Regions from separate parts of the Mus musculus genome. Here all the other regions are linked to region 4. Evidence: chromatin contacts called from public HiChIP or PLAC-seq and promoter capture Hi-C data. All regions are on one chromosome and are shown on one strand. Each heading gives the region's core, a stretch centred on a gene start, on an enhancer-like site or on the middle of the called end of the contact. The rest is flanking DNA. Distances are from core to core; before and after follow the strand shown. Region 1 has its middle 19 kb from the start of Zfand3. Region 2 holds the start of Zfand3 (zinc finger, AN1-type domain 3). Region 3 has its middle 44 kb from the start of Gm41559. Region 4 holds the start of Btbd9 (BTB (POZ) domain containing 9). Region 5 holds the start of Mdga1 (MAM domain containing glycosylphosphatidylinositol anchor 1). Region 6 overlaps Zfand3 (zinc finger, AN1-type domain 3).

Region 1 (2,761 bases), core at 41-2,540, 590 kb before region 4:
TCCAAAGGTCCTGAGCTCAATTCCCAGCAACCACATGGAGACTCATAACCATCTGTAATGAGATCTGATTCCCTCTTCTGGTGTGTCTGAAGACAGCTACAGTGTACTCATATAAATAAAAATAAATCTTTTTTAAAAAGTGGTTTGTATGTGTTATGTTCTATGGAAGTGTGGTGAGGTGTGGGGGAAGGGAGTGTCTCAGTGGGCTCATGCCAAGGCATCCCTTCCTGAGGAACCAGCCACTCGATGCTGTGGTATAGAATAGATATTCAGGGCACGGGGAGGGGAGTTAAGAGAGTAGTAGAGGCAGAGAAAGGAAGAGAGGGAGAGAGTAGAGAAGTAGAGGTCGGCTATGAGCATGGAGAGGGGGAAAGAAAGAGGAAGACCAAGAGAGCAGGAGAGCAAGAGAACAAGAGAGACGCAAAAAGAGGGAGGAGAGGTCAAGCAGCCTCTCTTATAGTGGGTCAAGCCTACCTGGCTGTTGCCAGGTAACTGTGGGGTGGAGTTTAGACAGAATACTACCACCCTCCAATACCTGGTTGGGGCAGGCTGTGCTGGGAAACATCACTGACAGATGAAGTGAAGAACCGTGAGTAAGTGCAGGCAGCCCTCACCCATCTGTGCCTGTCAGTTTCTGCCCAAAGATGCTCTAGTATAGCAGAATTCGCCGGGGCGGTGTGGGCAGGGGAGGACTGAGTCCAGGGTCTCAGAGCATTAGAGCAGTCAGATCACATCTACTAAGCTAGAGAACCCAGCAGCCAGGTATCACTTCCACAGCCCACGGATGACGATGCCCCAGACATTGGCAGATGGCAGGACGCTGCCAATGGGCATTCTTCAGGTTGCAAATGTACTTTAAGATCATGTTTTTTCAACTGGCCCCAAAAGTCAGAAATCCTGCCAGGGACAGACTTAGGCATGCACACCAATCAGATTGGTGGGACTTCCAGGACAGGAGGTAAGGTGTGACTTTAATTTAATTTAATTTTTTGTGTGTGTGATTTCGAATCCACGACCTCACCCCAGGGTCCCGGGAGACTTCTGTCCTCAGGCTTTGTCCCGTGAATATAAGCATGTCCTTTGATTTCCTCTGTGATCTGGAATGTTCTGGCCAGGCTTTCTTCTGAGCCACATGAAAGCTTGAAGAGATTTATAAATAGAGTTAAAAATCACAGGATTATTTTCCCACAGTTCCTTCTGTAAACGGAGATGGCTGAAGGGAGAGGTGAGAGGGCATGGGGGTGGGGCCTTGGCCCTGTCCTCTCATCAGGGCAAATTCCAGGAGTGGAGGATGTTTCTATTGGAAAATTGCCTCTGCTCCGGAATGTCTTTGTTAATGGACTCTCTCCTTGGACTGACTGAATTGTCTTCCTATCTGGGGAATCATAATCTATTGAGGCCTCTAACTGAGGCAGCTCTGTCTGGGAAGAAATCCTGAGGACTGCCTTCATCCCTCCCTTCCTCCCTCCCTCCCTCCCTCCCTCCCTCCCTCCCTCCCTCTCTCCCTCCCTCCCTTCCTTACTTCCTTTTTTCCTTATTCCCTTCTTTTCTTTCTTCCTTCTGTCTCTGGACCTTAGTTTTGGAAAGACAGAGTCAGAGGGCAGTGTCCTGTGGGCAGAGAGAATCACAGTCTATTGAGACTTGATGTAATCCCATCAGAACAGGGTTAGGAGATCTCTCTGTGTCTGTGTCTGTGTCTGTGTCTGTGTCTGTGTCTGTGTCTGTGTCTGTGTCTGTGTCTGTGTCTGTGTCTGTGTCTGTGTCTGTGTCTGTGTGTCTGTGTCTGTGTCTCCTCCCTCCCCTGCCATGTGTGTGTGTGTGTGTGTGTGTGTGTGTGTATGTGTGTGTGTCCTGAGTTCAAATCCCAGCACTGACATGGGGGGGGGGGTAGGGAGGGGAGGGGATGAGGGTGGCTCACAGACTACCTGTAACTCCAGCACCAGGGATCTGAGTCCTTCTTCTGGCCTCTATGGACACCTATACACATGGTACACGTGGAGAGAGGCAGAAAAATAAAAATAAGTCTTAAGAAACTAAAAGAAGCAATTTAGCCTGGCAGTGGTGGCATATGCCTTTAATCCTAGCACTTGGGAGGCAGAGGCAAGTGCATTTCTGAGTTCAAGGCCAGTCTGGTCTAACAGAGTGAGTTCCAGGACAGCCAGGGCTACACAGAGAAACCCTGCCTCGAAAACAAAACAAAACAAAAAACAAACAACAACAACAAAAAAAAGGAAGCACTTTAAGAGAGGAAGAGCTAATTTTTCGCTCTGGGTTTAGAGGGCACAGTCTGTCGGGGTGGGGAGAGTCTGGTGTGTGAGCCTCCAGCACTTGTGGCAGAGAGAACTTGAGCTTGTGTACGTCTCTGTGGACCAGGAAGCAAAGACCGAGGCCCAAAGCCTTGTGCCATGACCATCAATTATGTAACCCAGTTCTTCCGAGTGGGCCCTGCCTCCAGGGACATGGGGTATCCGTGGAGAGTAGAGAGGCCACCCATATAGAGTAAGTCTGACACAGAGGGAGACCGGTAGTGATATAAGCTCCCAGCCCCCACAACTGATGGCTACAGGGCATGTCCATCCGTTTGACAATGTGGCAGACAGCGTCAGCTCCAAGTAGACACTCATTCAAGATCCACTCATGCAAAATAATCCCAGCACTCGGGAGTGAGGCAGAGGCAGGTGGATCTCTGAGTTCAAGGCCACCATCGTCTACATAGTGAGTTTCAGAACAGGCATAGCTGTTGTAGAGATGGAAACCCAAC
Region 2 (2,779 bases), core at 45-2,544, 570 kb before region 4:
TTTTAAGTTGGCTCCAAACCCCTTAAGGTCAGGTCACTTCTCCAAGAGTTCTGGTGGACGTTTCTTTTGTGTTCAAATTAGTGATCGCTAGTGGACTATTCTGGTCACCGCTGACTGGAGAACAGAAAGAATTTAGGACTGTGGTAAGGAATATTAAAGAATTCTTTCAACGGCTCAAGTTTGGCCACTTATTAATGTCCAGTAGGGATCAAGTTAAATCTTCTCCCCCAAACCAACCATATTTACCCCAGGGAGGTTTTCCAAATCAAGATAGTGGGAGTGGACCTGGGGTACTCCAACTGAGGACATCAGAGGGGTGAAACACTTGGGCAAGTTCCTTCTGCCCCACGACTTGCTATCTAGAGATGTTCCTGAAATTCATTTATGGCAGGACGGAGGCCACTTTTCCGGGGGAACTGTCTGAGTGGGTTGGGAGTAGGGGAAATGGGAAGCGAGATTCTCCGGCGGCTGGCAGTTTGGGGAGGAACGCTTCGCGGCACTCATCAGGGGCGCGAGAACAGTGGCCTTGAAGACCCAGACGGCCAGCGGTGAACGCAGGACACCTAGGCAACTTCCGGGTTTGGAAACGCTCCACCCAGCTCTGGACAGACTACCAGGTCTCCAGGCGCATGCGCCGCCGCTCTGGGACCGACCCAAGTCACCCCAAACAACTAATTGGGCCCCCGGCCCGCTTGGGGCGTACCATTTGTCTCAGCTGGGGGGTGGAGGCAAAGCTCCCCCACAGGACTCTGAAACCCGCTCTCCTTCCTCAGCCAGGAGCGCAGGCTAGCTCTCGTAAAAGTCCTGGGAAGATGGAGGGCTGAGAGGCGGCTCGCACGAGGAACTCGGGAGGAGCACGCACCGCCCAGCCTCCGAGGCTCTGAACAAAGTGGCACGCCCGGATCCCAGCTGATCCGTCGGGCTCCGGCGGCGGCGGTGGCTCCCCCGGGCGAGACCATCGCGCCGCCTCGGGAGGGGTGTCCGCCTCGGGGAGGGGGCGGAGCGGCCATTGTCCGGTCAGCGCAGTCTACGGGGCGGGGGAGGGGATTACGGAGCGAGCGGGGGCCCGGGGCGTCACAGCCGGCCGCTGCGACTCCACTGCCGGCGGGGGCTACGGGTTCCTCCCCACCCAGCCCCGGACCCGCCAGCGCCGCCGCACGGGACAGCGCCGTGGCTGGGGGGCGGCGGAGAGAGCCGCCAAGGCCGCCAGATCTCCCCGGCTCGCACGGCCCAGCCCCTCCTCCGCAGCTCCCCTCCCTCTCCTCGCCGCGCCCCCCCCCTCCGCAGGCCGAGTGGTGCGGCCCGCCTCCAGCTGACCCGCCTGGAATCCCGGCTCGGAGCTCCGGACTCGCGCCCGCCTGCGCGCCCGCTCCCTCCCCCTCCCCCCGCCCCGCGCCCCCCGCCGCTGCCGCCGCCGCCTCCGCTTCCTCCGAGGGGGGCTCAGGCCCAGCCGCCGTCGCCTCCGAGCTCCGCCGCCGCCGCCGCCGAGCACCATGGGAGACGCCGGGAGCGAGCGCAGCAAAGCGCCCAGCCTGCCGCCTCGCTGTCCCTGCGGCTTCTGGGGGTAAGTGTGGGGGCAGGGGCGCGGGCTCGGGCCTCGGGGTGGCGGTGGGGACCCGAGGGAGGCCAGAGCCCCGGGAAGCTGGGCCGCGGAAGCCGGGCCTCGGGGGAGCGGGCGGGGACCGCGGCCTCGGCCTGAGGAGGGCTGCGGGAAGGGGACGCTGGTGGGGGGGGGGGGAGGAGGAAGAAGAGGAGGAATAGGAATAAGAGGAGCAGGAGGACCAGGACCGCTCGGGCCGCGCTACCCTCTGTGGGACTCGCTGGCCCGAGGCCGGCTTGGGGTGAGGGGCCACGGGTGAGCCGGAGGGACGAGGTGGCGGCGCTGGCACTTCTGACGGGGCAGGGTTGCCCCTTTTCCTTTTCCCTTGGCCTGTGGAGGCCAGTCCGCCTCCCCCTCATCTTGGTATGAGTTGGTGCCCAGCCATCAGGAGGGTATTTCCTCTGACTTTTTCACCTCCCCTCCTCCCTGCTGCTCCCCGGGAGATTTGCATCATCACTTCCTAAATTATATCTCAGTCCCCATTTGCTTTTAGGAAGCTGTTCACACGTCATACGTTTGAACAGATCCAGGGTCCAGAATTTGGGCTTGGGGTGTAAAGTTAAAAGGCATTGTTGAGGGTCTTACTTTTTAATCTAAAACATGTTTCAGGGAGTCTGTAAAATTACTCTGTCCAAAAAAACCCCTCCTCCACCACCACCACCACCACTACCACCACCACCACCACTATCACCATCATCACCACCATCATCATAACCACCAGCAACAACAAACAACAACAAGGAATCCCCCAAACAGATAAACACCCCTACCCAACTAAACCGAACCGAAAACAGAAACTTCTCAACAGAACCTCCAGCCAGCCTAGCTTGTGGAATGTGAGAGTTGCCTTCCTTCCTTGGCTCTCAAATTCTCTTTCCCTATTAAAAATTTTCTTTTTAAATGTTCACTACACAGAGTATAGAATTCCATGCCTCATTAGGGTGAGTTGGGGGAAGTTACAAATAGATTAGATAGATAGATGGGACCCCCCCACTCCTACCAGCAGTTATAGTTGGTCCTTGGAACACTTTGGGTTTTCTAGATTGTCACCTAACAAGCAATGGTCACAGCTCATGACTAGTTCTGTGTAAGGTTACTGGAGAGTTACAGCAGCTTTTGAGAGTCAGGCTTTTTATCCTTTTTAAAGATTGTGTTGGGATGTATATGAACGAAATTGGC
Region 3 (2,814 bases), core at 201-2,700, 640 kb before region 4:
GGGATGGACACTCTGAAGCTGAGCGTGATACATCTTTCCTCCTCTAAGGGGTTGGTCTCCGGTCTCTTGTCACAACCGAGAGACAGGAACTGACACGTGCTGCCACAGTCTCTGGGACCCTCCTAAGTCAAGCACGTACCCCCATCTTCTTATCTTAGGGTTTGGTCTGTCTCTGTGTGAGACTGCATTGCATCAAGACATCAGTTCATCTTTGATTCTCAGCTCGACTTGCTCTCCACCCAGTAGCCTTCCCTCTCCCTCCCTGGGCTGCAGGCGACACTACCGACATTGACTTGGCACCAGCACCGTGAGCTTTGTCTCTCACATATTGGTGTCCAGCTTTCCCTGCTAGATAGGAGCCTCTGGAGGACAGGGAGATTGCTTTGAATTATCTCTGGGATCCCCGAGTCCAGCACAGTGCCTGGCACACAATCACTACTTACTGAATAATTAATGGGATGAATGAAGCGAACAAATTAAATGTTCTTGTCAATTACAAGGATGTAGATCTTTTCTTCCCGGGGAGAAAGAGAGAGGTGAGGAAGAGCAGTGGGAGGAAAAAACAACTTGGCTTAGCTTTGTTTTGCAGGGAATATAAAGCATTTCATCGATCTGCCTTTTAAATTAAGAACAGGAAACAGGAAAGCCATTCAATAAATAAAACATAATAAAAACACCTCAGTCCCACAGTATCGCTAATTAAGGGGGACAGAGAGAACAAAGGGGGAGAGAGGAGGAGAAATGAGAGACGCTGAACAAGGATGAAGGGCAGCAAGACAGACAAGGAGATGCAGAGAGGCTACAGGAGGCTGTGGGGCCACTGGGGTATGGCAAGAGGAGACCGCAGTGTGATGGTCCCAGCAGGCTCTGGGAAACAGGGGAAGGCAGTGTAGATGGAGGAGAATTCCCTGCCAACAATTGGACACCCAGAAGTGAACATTCCTTCTGCAGAAGGAGAGAGGCAAAGACACTTATGGAGTCTGTGGATGGAGGGGAAATCCCTATGGCTGATCCGGACCTGTGTGTGTGTGTACGGGGAGGGGAGGGATCTCTGAAGTTGAAGCAAGTGAGGCTGGAGGACTGGGGAGATGGCTCAATGGTTAAAACCAGTGGCTACTCTTGCAGAGGACCCAGGTTCAGTTCCAAATGCTACCACATGGCAACTCACAATCATCTGTAGCTCCGGTACCAGAAGTCCTTCTCACGCCGTCTTCTGACATCCCTTCCGACACAGTGCACATACACAACACGCAAACAAAACACATACACGTGTAAAATAAGATAAATACATCTTCCTTTTAAAAAGACAAGGAAACTGGCGAGAGGAAGTGAGTCACGGGTCGATCAGGCACCTGCATTAGTCATTTAGTCACACAGATCAAGGGCTTCATGTGGCTGGGTATGTTTCAGGGCTGTGGCAACTCTATAGAGCGGGCAAGTATAAGAGAACAAGGCTCAGAGGAGCAGAGGAAATTTCCCAGCTTGTCACACCGGTGTCATCTGATCCCAGACCCCATGCCCTCTGTGTCCCTGTGGAAAAGCCACATGGGGAAAGGTAGTAACAGTTATGGAGAACATTAGTCATAAGCCCTCCCCTTTATTGTCAATTTGGTGGCATCAAGAATCACCTAGGAGATGGGCTTCTGGCCGTAGCTGTGAGGGAGGGGCTATCTTGTCCAAGTTAACCAATGTGGGAAGATCTGCCCACTGTGGGTGGCACCATTCCCTAGGCTGAGACCCTGGACTCTATATAGAAAGAAGTAAGTGTTCTAAGTGCAGAAAATAAACAATAATTGAGTGCTCAGGTGCAAAGGGACACCTGTGTCACACCCCCATCCCAAAGGCTGAAGGATCATCTCAGAGGAAGAGGTGGGGAGGTTGTAAGAGCCAGACATCAGGGAGAACCAGAGCTAAACAGTGTCTGCTGAGCATGGCAGGACCACTACATGCAAAGAACTCGAAGCTCCTGCCGTTACCTGCACAAGAACTATATAAAAATCAAGCCTGTCAACATTCTACCATGGCGTGGGAAGGGATTCTCAGGCTCTCACCCTTAAGCGAGGAGCTGTGGAGAGTCGATGGCTACTACAGGGGTGAAGGCCACAGAGTCATTTTTCTTTAGGGGTGTGACTCCTGGTAAGCTATGTTCCCTCCAGATGTCCCCATATCCAGGAGTATGTTATGTAGGCAGTACAAGTTGGGGTTAATGTGTCATTTTATTATATATATATATTTTTTTGTTTGTTTGTTTGTTTGTTTGTTTTGTTTTTTTGAGACAGGGTTTCTCTGTATAGCTCTGGCTGTCCTGGAACTCACTCTGTAGACCAGCCTGGCCTCAAATTCAGAAATCCACCTGTCTCTGCCTCCCGAGTGCTGGGATTAAAGGCGTGCACCACCATGCCCGGCAATGTGTCATTTTAAAAAGAGGAAATAGGACTGGAGAGATGGCTCAGCACTGATAGCTGCTCTTCCAGATTTCCTGAGTTCAAATCCCAGCAACCACATGGTGGCTCACAACCATCTGTAATGAGATCTCATGCCCTCTTCTGGGGTGTCTGAAGACAGCTACAGTGTGCTTAGATTAAATAAATAAATAAATAAATAAATAAATAAATGACATAAAGTTTGGGGGAGGGAAAGGCGGTGGGGATGAATCTGGAAGGAGTCAGGGAGAAAAATGGGGATGAGTTGTCAAAATATATTACATGAAATGTTCAAAGAGTGGGCTGGTGAGATGGCTCAGTGGGTAAGAGCACCCGACTGCTCTTCTGAAGGTTCGGAGTTCAAGTCCCAGCAACCACATGGTGGCTCACA
Region 4 (2,700 bases), core at 154-2,653:
ACAAGCAAAAGGGGAAATAAGTAACTCACTCACAAAAGCTCGTAATAGAACAGTGGCTCCTGAGTGGTTTTTCAAAGCAAGCTTTACTGATTCCAAGACGTGAGAACTTCAGAGACCATACCTTACAGAGACTCCGTTATAAAACTGAATCTCCTGATTTTAGACTCTGGGTGGAAACTCTAAAGTTATGTCCCTCAGTTTTTAGGCATGATCAAATGTCAGTGCTCCCTATCTTGTCACTCTCACTTGGCACTGCCTTTAACTCATAACGGGAAAGATTATTTCTTCCATTTGTCTCCATTATTCCTCCTTAAAAAACCACCACATACAACGGACCCAACAGAATCCTGTATACTGGCTGATGGCCAGTTGCATCATTTAACTCCAGTCTCACCATGCCAGCCCACGCGTGAAACACAATCTACATTTCCACCAGATAAATAACAGCCCGCACTGCTTCTGGGAAGAACACACACAAAAGGCAGGGCTGCTCTACCTGCAAGACCCTTGAAATGGCCAAAGCACAGCACGGTTCTGGGAAATAGATACAAGGGCAGATTTGAGTCTATGAGGAAGTAACAATACTGGATGGATATGGTCCCTTGGCTTCAAAAATGTGGATCAACACAGGATATAATAATAATAATAATAATAATGTTCAGAGAAGCACGTGGGCATGCACGTGAGGCTGGAAGGTCCAGGCAACAGGTTAGTCAACCAGCATCTTCACTGACAAGTCGCCTTCCCCGGGTCGTGGGTGTGCCCGACGCTCACGCAGGCACAGATTCTAACGATCTCTCTAACAACCCGCTCCTACTCCCAGACCCGCCAGGGTAGAGCTGACGGATCTCTTCGCGGTTTACCCCAAAACTTTGCGAACCCCGAGGGTCCCCATTTCCGCGTTTGTCAGGTTTGCACAGTCGGCGTCTCAGTGTGGACGCGCGGCTGCTGAGGAACGCGGGCTTCTCCCGCTTCAAATTCCTAAAAGGAAACCGGCAGCGTCGCACTGGAGTCCAGTCACTTGTCCCTCGGCACCCCTCTCTCCAGCGCCCCCCTCTCACCCCCCCCCACCCCCACCCCAGAGCGCCAGGCCCGGGAACTGACCCTCCTCAGCCCCCGTCCCCGCCCCCGGAACCAGCGGCCGAGGGGCGTGGAGCGGCGCGCGCGGGTCCGGCGGGGAGGGGGAGCGCGTCCCCGCGCCCCGGGCCCGCGCAGCAGGTGCGGCCAGGCCCCAACTCTCACGAGCGGTCCGGGCGACTCACCCCGACGATGTCCCTCAGCGACCTAGAAGCCGCCACACACGTCTCTTCCGCCAGCAGCGACCCCGCCTCGTGGCCACCGCCCCCTCGACCGCCGCCGTCGCCGCCTTCCTCGCCGCCGCCGTCGCGGCGCGCGCCCGCTTTCACGCACACCGCCGTGGCCGCGCACGCGCTCTGCGCGCTGGCGTCACTTAGCAACGGCTCAACCGTGGGCCAGTAGAACCCAGGACGCCAGGGCCCCAGGTCGCCTCAGGCGGGGGTCTTGCGGCGTGTTTCCCCAGGTCGGAGCCACTGCCCCTCCAGTACTGGGCCCTGAGGGTGTGGCCGCCCTGCCGACACCTGGCTCAGGGTGAGGCACGTCATCACACGTCACTGAATAGCGTCATCGGTCGCGTCACTGCGTAAGGGGACGAGCCGGAGCGCCGGTTGGAGAAAGCCTCGTCTTTCTGCACTTAGTCGCTTGCCTGATGGACAGTCAGCTACGTGCGAGAAGTTGGACGAGGAGAATGGGCCAAGAGAGGCATTACCAGCATGAAGGTGCTACGAGGCCAGGCCTGAAATACCACGACTCAGTTTCCTCCTTCTGTCAGTGGGAAGACGGATACCCGACTTGCCTGCGCTAGAAAGGTGTCAACTTAGGACGAAATAATGCATGCGAGGCTGCGGGCGAACTGATCTCATTCGAACTCCTTATTTCAAGACCCTGACAGAAAGCCCGGACATAAGTCCTCGACACTCCAGGACTACCAAGTGTAACGTATAAAGCCCATTAGACTCCATCTTTCACATAAGAAGCAGGCACTGTGAACTTTGAAGCCGTAGAAATTGGGTTGTAGGTCTTTCCTGGCCGAAACTGGAGAGTCGTCACTCTTGAAAGTTACTTACCTGGGTGTGTGGGTTTGAAGATGGAAGACTTAATTCCAAGCAAAGACGACTTAAATGGGCAGTGAAAATGAACAGACACAGCAAGGGTTAGGGCTGGGCCAGTGAAGGATCAGAGCCACAACCTAGACTCTGGCGGTGGGGATGGAAACGCGGAGGCCAGCTCTGAGCGGGGGAATGAATAGGTAGGCCAGGTTTCTAGCGTGGTTGCTGAGACAGGTGGGAGTAACATTTAGCAAGACGGAAAGAAAGCTGCCTTTGTGTGTCAGTTACTAAATGGTAGTGACATTCCTTACGGATGACATGGTAGAACGATGGAATGTGGATACGTTGGTTGGGGAAACATTCTCCGCTCTCATCTTCCATGTGGAACGATATCCATCAATTTAATACATCTACTTTCCGATACACGTGTCCCCAATTTATTTGTCCTTGGAGAATTGACTTCGGGATTGGTACATTTAAAAAAACAAAGGGAGCCGGGCGGTGGTGGCGCATGCCTTTAATCCCAGCACTCTGGAGGCAGAGGCAGGTGGATTTCTGAGTTTGAGGCCAGCCT
Region 5 (2,700 bases), core at 135-2,634, 690 kb before region 4:
CTTCCGGATCTCTCTAACCCCTGGAAAGATTTCGGAAAGCCGAGACCTTACCCCGGCATCCCCAGCCTCACACCAATAGCCTAGGACCGCTTCTTGGGCTCGGGAGCAGCCTGCTCGGTCTCCCGGCGCCCAGGCGAGGGCGGAGACGCGGCCATCAGTGCATCCACCAAGCCCCGGCAGCGCGCACTTTGAGCAAGATCTTGTAAAGTTTCCGGGCGGCTCCGCCAGGGTAGAGCGGGACGCTGGCTCTTACCATAGACTCCTTGTCCCCGACAGTGGAAGGGGATAAGCGCCAGAAGTAGAAGACAGGTCACCTCCATCTTCACGGCCAGTGCTTCATCCCCGCGAGGCGGCGCAGCCTGAGAGGCGGCGGGGGGCGCATCCGCCGGGGCACCGCTTTGCCCTCTGCGTTCCCTCCTTTTCCCTGAGTCGCGACGGAGAGGGCGGCGACCGAGACTAGGAGTCTGAGCAAGCCGCGACTCGGCTCTGTCCTCTTCCCACAGGGCGGCTGCCCGGGTGGAGACGCAGGGGGCGCTGCCCCAGACCTTGAAGCCTCTGCGCACCGGGCGCAGCAGCCAGCTCCCTGGCCCAGAAAGCTCGGCCACCGAGCAGTCCTAGGTCCCCAGGGCTGTCCACCGAGGGTGCTGAACGCGGGGGGACCTCTCTGCTGCGGCGGCCGCGCTCCGATCCAACAGGCCACCGATGCCTGACAAACTTGTCTTTTCCCCGCCCAGGGGACGCCCCTCCGCGGAGCCAGGCCAGGAGGCCCGGACTCTGCTTTGGTTAATCCGCTGGCTCCAGTCCTGCAGTAGGTGTGGAGGGCTCCGCAGCCCGACCCAAGGGAGCCGGGCTGGGCGCCCTTCCCGGAGGCGAGGGCGCCGGGTCCCGGTCCTCTGGAGCGCTGGAGCAGCGAGGACTAGGTTCGGCAGCGGGGCGAGCGCTCCGGGTCCCCGAGTCCGCGAAGTTAGCCGAGCCGCCGCCGAGGAATCCGGGGGAGGCGATCGCGTCCCGGCGCCCCCGCGGGAATCCAGAGAACGGTTCCAAAGCAAGAGGGACCGCAGCCAGCAAGGGAAAGAGGAAAGTTTGAGTCCTTTGAAAATAATTCGCGCTCTTGCGGAGGCCCGGGCTCAGGAGCTGCTGGCCGCCTCCTCTCTCCCCGCTCCTCTCCCGCCGTCTGGCCGCCGCCGTGGCATTCCCGGGCTCCGCGATCTCGGGAGAGCGGGGCTGCGCCGCGCCCCAAGTTGGGCGTCCCCGCCCCCCTCCCGGCGGCCTGGGCCCGAGAGGGCCCCAGCGGGCGGGGCCGGGCGGGCTCCGGGGCACCGCGGCCACTCCGGCTCCGGGGCCGCGGGAGCGCTCCGCTCGCTCCCTAACTTGGGCTTCGCTGTGCTGCTTTCTGGTCCCTCCGAGCTTTTCATTCCGCGCTTCCTCCACCTCCCCATCACCACCACCCCGCCTCCCGCTCTCCCTCCTCCCTTCTTCCCTCCTCCCATCTCCGCGATCGGTCTCTCGCTCTCCCACCCTTTGTCGCTCGCTCGCTCTCCTGTTTGATTCCCCTCCAGTTAAAAAAAGGGGAGCCAATTAAAGGCAGCCCAGCTCGCCCGGCCCAGCCTCTGTCCAATTTCCTTGCTTCCCCCAGGACCAATTAGAGAAAACAAAACAGGGCTGGGGGAAGCAGTCTCTCTCTCTCTCTCTCTCTCTCTCTCTCTCTCTCTCTCTCTCTCTCTCTCTCTCTTTCCCCGCCCCCCCCATCTCTCTCTCCCTATCTCCGCCTCCCCCACCAGCCCCCTGGCAGAAAAATGTCAGAAAGCAGCAATGGATCCATCTATCCCGAGGACAGTAGCGGGAACGTGGGTTCGGCGCGGGCTCTGCAGCCGCGCACTCGCACACGCTCTCCGCCCTCCCTTGCACAGCCCAGGCTGGCAAAGCCCTGGCCGGGTGCAAACGCTCGCCGCACGCTCGCCGGGCAAGCACCGGCGGCTGGTTGCTGGGACGCAAGCCTGCAGGGCACTGGACACTTAATGAATGTTTTGCACTTTGGAGAAGGTGATACTGGAGCCTAGGATCGGAGGGAAAGGCCAAGGCGTCTGCTTCTCCTAGACCAGAGCTGGCGCGAGAGGCGGTTGCCTGCTGTCGCTCTGCAGGGATGTTGGCTCGGCTTGGGAATCCCGCCACCTCCACCACCACTACCCGCCCCTGGCAGAGCCCCAGCCCCTTTCCAAGCTGCCTCGGCCTCTCCCCGGGTCGGGCGCCGGGGACGCTGCCAGAGGCACTGAGGAGGAGGACGCGCTTGCAGCTTGCAGTGTCCTAGCTGAGGCCCACAGGTTGCCAACAGGTTTGCCAGCAAGACCCCAGTGCCAGAGCTCCACAGGGACACCCAGGGTCCCCTTCAGCCCGCTTCTCTCAAATCCTGCCTACCCGTGAGACCTCAGGCGTGGCCAAGTGCCCTAGGGGTGCTCGCGCTTCCTGCAGCCAAGCCGGGAAGCCTGTCTCCCCCCACTTCGAGACTCCGTCACCTTAACCCGGCCCTCCCCGAAGCTGTGACCAAGATGTAGTTCCTTCCAGACGCCCTTGGGGAGGGGCGTGGGCTGGGCAGAGAGGCGCACGACCTCCCTGGCGCCTCCGATAGCGTCCTCCCTCCAACCCGGTCCTGCTAATCTTACCTGCTCCACCTGTCGCCGTTATTTATCTCGGCGTGAGCGC
Region 6 (2,700 bases), core at 133-2,632, 520 kb before region 4:
ACAGTCAGTGCTCTTACCCGCAGAGCCATCTTTTCAGCCCCCTCCCTTAGATTTCTTGATAAATATGCTCCATGAGTGCAGTTGTGTATGAAGCTAATTTGAAACTTAGGGCCAGAGCCATGACAGTTAGGGAAATATTGGGAAATAAACTGCTGGACGTTTATAAAGCAGTTGAGAGCTCACGCAGAAATTTAGAAATATGCAGATATTTGGAATAGAAGTCAGTTGACAAAGGCTATGTTTCAGAGGAAGATAGGTGGTGTGGGGAATGTGGCCAGTTGTTAGGGACTCGGGAATAAAAATTAGAGAAGGAGTTCTCTGCACCATTAGAAGCCTCTTCAGGTCATAGAGAAAAAGAGGGTAGGAGAAAGGGAAGATGGTTGGACAAGTGGCCTCTCCCCTTTGTCTCCTCTCTGGAATGCTGAGGTCACTGTGAGAGAACACAGACCTGGCAGGGATATAGTTCTGAAAGCAAGAATGTCAGCCACAGTGCTGACTCCTGCTCAGATAGCTCATACACTTGCTCTCTGTCACTTGTGTTCAGGGAGGAGTTACTGTGGCCACCACGTAAGTGTAGAAGGGGATTTGTTTCATAGGTTGCTTTTGAGTACAGTATCACATCCAGCAAAATGGGAAAAAAAAATCCAAATTTCTTGATAGTAAATAATCTCTTATTTAATGACCAATTAATGACAAACCAAATTGGCTTCCCCTTTTTGGTTTGTGGTTTGTTTTTGAATGCTGTGATAAAGTTGCCCTTTTTCTCTGCATCTCTGAAACTGCACAGCGAGTGCTGATTAATTATGCATAGAATCTTGGAATGTTACACCTAAGCCTAGAAAGTGAGAATGTGTTATGTCAATAATGTTTGTAATTAACATGGAATTATTCACTTTGCCCTTGTGGTTTATAGTGGATTGGTGTGCGCCAGTATGGGAAAGGCATGACAGAAGTCTCTTGTTCGAATTCATGATAAGACTGATAGGTAATTGAAAAAAATGTGTTAACACATGGAATCCTAAGTACACTTGGCTGCCTTAGGGTAAATGTGAATGTATGTGATCTTTGTGTCTTTCAGTGAAGCTTCAGACCTTTCTTGGACCTGTCTGTCACCCGACTTTAGAGCCACATACTTAGTTTTACATAGGACATGTACATACCTCATCACTTATTGTGTAGTTAGCATAGAAGGAACATGGTTGTTGTGGTTGGGCTTCAACCCATAGCAAAACCTTAACTGTCCCTTTTACTTGCAGTTAAACCTCCACAAATGACTCACCCTCTGAGAGCCTTGAGCACCCTCGCCCCTTTAGATGAGGATTATAGTATAAGAGTCAGTAACTGTGGATGCCTTAAACACACTCTAGCTTAAAATAGTCATCTCATTTAGTCACGCTGTTGACACACACCCGTGCTTGTGGATTACGTTCAGTTTTGTCTCCTGTTAGGAGAGGAGACCAAAGAGAATTTGTGAAGCATTCTGAAGATAGTCTTTCTTGATTTTAAAAATAAAATTTTAAGTGATTAAAAGTGGATTAATTTGACAAATTTATGACTTGATGTTTTGATAATACATTGTAGTGTGGCCACAGCAAGATTATTAACAGTTGTATTCCTTCACACGTGTCCGTTGTTTCTACCGTTGGCTACACTAATTGGCATTCCCATCATGAGGTGTGAGGAAATGGATTTCTGTTAGCTTGCTACTTAATTTTTCTTTAAATGTACCTGCTGGCCATTTTAAAATTTTTATTTTTTGGGGACAAGGCTATATAGACCCGGCTGGCCTCTAAGCTAGAGAGCCTTCTGGGCCTGCTTTCCAAGTGCTGGGGTTAGAGGTGTGTGCCTCCATGCCTTGCTGTCTGATGGCTGGCCATATTGAGAAATTTCTTCCAGTCCTTTCTCCAGTTTTCTGTCATGTTTCTTTTGCTGTTTATGCTCTTTAAATGTTTAGGATGTCAGCTTCATAGTAGATGGGACTAGAAAATGTTTCTACCCATTTCTTTGTCTGTCACTCTTGATCGTTTACTTTGCTGTGCATAATCTTTCTAGAATTTTTTGTTTGTTTTTCAAGACAGGGTTTCTCTGTGTAGCCCTGGTTGTCCTGGAACTCACTTTGTAGACCAGGCTAGTCTCGAACTCAGAAATCCGCCTGCCTCTGCCTCTTAAGTACTGGGATTAAAGGCGTTCGACACCACCGCCCAGCTATCTTTCTAGAATTTTAATGATTTATCCCGTAGTCATTCTACTATGCTTAATTTGAATTAGTTTTTCAACTGAGCAGGATTAGCATTGCTGCATTTTAGAACTAATCCCCCGCGTTAAAAAATGTCATTTCCTTTGCGATGTTCCTTTAAAAAAAAAACTTAGCAACCGTGGTCTGCATGACTTAGCGTGGTGCGCAGCAGTTCCAGCGCTGGCCAACTGTCGAGAGCCTCCTCTGTCACTCCTAGCTAGCAGGCTGTGTATTTTAACTGGTTTTTTTCTTGTTTGCCTGAGTGAGCTGGACTGGTGAGTTAGTAGTTGTTTGTTCCCTGCTTCCTGTCTGTTGTAGTAGGAATTTAGTCTGACAGTAACTGCTGTTCTAGGTGGCAGGCAGGTTAGTAACAAGCTTAATTTTTTTTTTTTAATTTAGTCTTTAGTCATATAACCTTATGTCTGAGGTAACTGAAATTATATTTAGAGTGAGCCCATTCCACT

The links. Promoter capture Hi-C pulls out the DNA fragments that hold promoters and counts their contacts. HiChIP or PLAC-seq counts read pairs in DNA pulled down with a chosen protein or histone mark.
Region 1: a contact with region 4 is called in a promoter capture Hi-C map of liver, with 2.6 times the contacts expected there. The contact joins the enhancer-like site here to the promoter of Btbd9 in region 4. A contact is called at or near these places in 14 of 39 promoter capture datasets (the 3T3-L1 cell line, the C10 cell line, the HPC-7 cell line and 8 more), 2 of 484 Hi-C or Micro-C datasets (the N1E-115 cell line and muscle stem cells), 15 of 115 datasets of contacts at active chromatin or transcription factors (bone marrow-derived macrophages, double positive thymocytes, embryonic basal ganglia and 8 more) and 1 of 9 other capture datasets (pancreatic islet).
Region 2: a contact with region 4 is called in an H3K27ac HiChIP or PLAC-seq map of embryonic stem cells, with 4 times the contacts expected there. The contact joins the promoter of Zfand3 here to the promoter of Btbd9 in region 4. A contact is called at or near these places in 13 of 39 promoter capture datasets (the C10 cell line, the HPC-7 cell line, HPC-7-derived erythroid cells and 9 more), 11 of 484 Hi-C or Micro-C datasets (the G1E-ER4 cell line, the HPC-5 cell line, LSK cells and 7 more), 27 of 115 datasets of contacts at active chromatin or transcription factors (the NIH/3T3 cell line, the SCID.adh cell line, bone marrow-derived macrophages and 16 more) and 4 of 9 other capture datasets (adipose tissue, liver, macrophages and 1 more).
Region 3: a FOXA1 HiChIP or PLAC-seq map of pancreatic cancer cells shows a contact between it and region 4. The contact joins the enhancer-like site here to the promoter of Btbd9 in region 4. A contact is called at or near these places in 1 of 39 promoter capture datasets (stem cell-derived epiblast-like cells), 13 of 115 datasets of contacts at active chromatin or transcription factors (craniofacial prominence, embryonic basal ganglia, embryonic forebrain and 7 more) and 1 of 9 other capture datasets (adipose tissue).
Region 5: an H3K4me3 HiChIP or PLAC-seq map of embryonic stem cells shows a contact between it and region 4, with 12 times the contacts expected there. The contact joins the promoter of Mdga1 here to the promoter of Btbd9 in region 4. A contact is called at or near these places in 18 of 39 promoter capture datasets (the 3T3-L1 cell line, the C10 cell line, the HPC-7 cell line and 11 more), 20 of 484 Hi-C or Micro-C datasets (the HL-1 cell line, the HPC-7 cell line, LSK cells and 13 more), 18 of 115 datasets of contacts at active chromatin or transcription factors (astrocytes, bone marrow-derived macrophages, craniofacial prominence and 13 more) and 1 of 9 other capture datasets (embryonic stem cells).
Region 6: a FOXA1 HiChIP or PLAC-seq map of pancreatic cancer cells shows a contact between it and region 4. The contact joins the enhancer-like site here to the promoter of Btbd9 in region 4. A contact is called at or near these places in 4 of 39 promoter capture datasets (the HPC-7 cell line, cranial neural crest, frontonasal cranial neural crest and 1 more), 7 of 115 datasets of contacts at active chromatin or transcription factors (acute myeloid leukemia, bone marrow-derived macrophages, embryonic forebrain and 4 more) and 3 of 9 other capture datasets (adipose tissue, liver and pancreatic islet).

What each region holds. Positions count from the first base shown.
Region 1 is chr17:29,984,486-29,987,246 of GRCm38.p6, forward strand. No RefSeq gene overlaps it. Among named protein-coding and RNA genes, the nearest start is that of Zfand3, 19 kb to the right of the region's middle. Within about 2 kb of position 1,291, at least 27 of the 459 cell types and tissues checked have an H3K27ac peak or open chromatin away from gene starts, as enhancers often do. A contact at or near this core is called in liver, where this site is marked.
Region 2 is chr17:30,003,745-30,006,523 of GRCm38.p6, forward strand. It overlaps Zfand3 (zinc finger, AN1-type domain 3), which reads left to right and starts at 1,295. Exons shown (of 6, transcript NM_001356265.1): 1 at 1,295-1,564. The coding sequence starts at 1,494.
Region 3 is chr17:29,932,966-29,935,779 of GRCm38.p6, forward strand. No RefSeq gene overlaps it. Among named protein-coding and RNA genes, the nearest start is that of Gm41559, 44 kb to the left of the region's middle. Within about 2 kb of position 1,451, at least 18 of the 459 cell types and tissues checked have an H3K27ac peak or open chromatin away from gene starts, as enhancers often do. A contact at or near this core is called in pancreatic cancer cells, where this site is marked.
Region 4 is chr17:30,574,884-30,577,583 of GRCm38.p6, forward strand. Btbd9 (BTB (POZ) domain containing 9) reads right to left here and starts at 1,404. Exons shown (of 11, transcript NM_027060.1): 1 at 1,263-1,404.
Region 5 is chr17:29,887,194-29,889,893 of GRCm38.p6, forward strand. Mdga1 (MAM domain containing glycosylphosphatidylinositol anchor 1) reads right to left here and starts at 1,385. Exons shown (of 17, transcript NM_001368423.1): 1 at 254-1,385. The coding sequence starts at 320.
Region 6 is chr17:30,051,264-30,053,963 of GRCm38.p6, forward strand. The region is part of intron 1 of Zfand3 (zinc finger, AN1-type domain 3); the gene reads left to right. Among named protein-coding and RNA genes, the nearest start is that of Zfand3, 48 kb to the left of the region's middle. Within about 2 kb of position 1,383, at least 39 of the 459 cell types and tissues checked have an H3K27ac peak or open chromatin away from gene starts, as enhancers often do. A contact at or near this core is called in the HPC-7 cell line, pancreatic cancer cells and pancreatic islet, where this site is marked.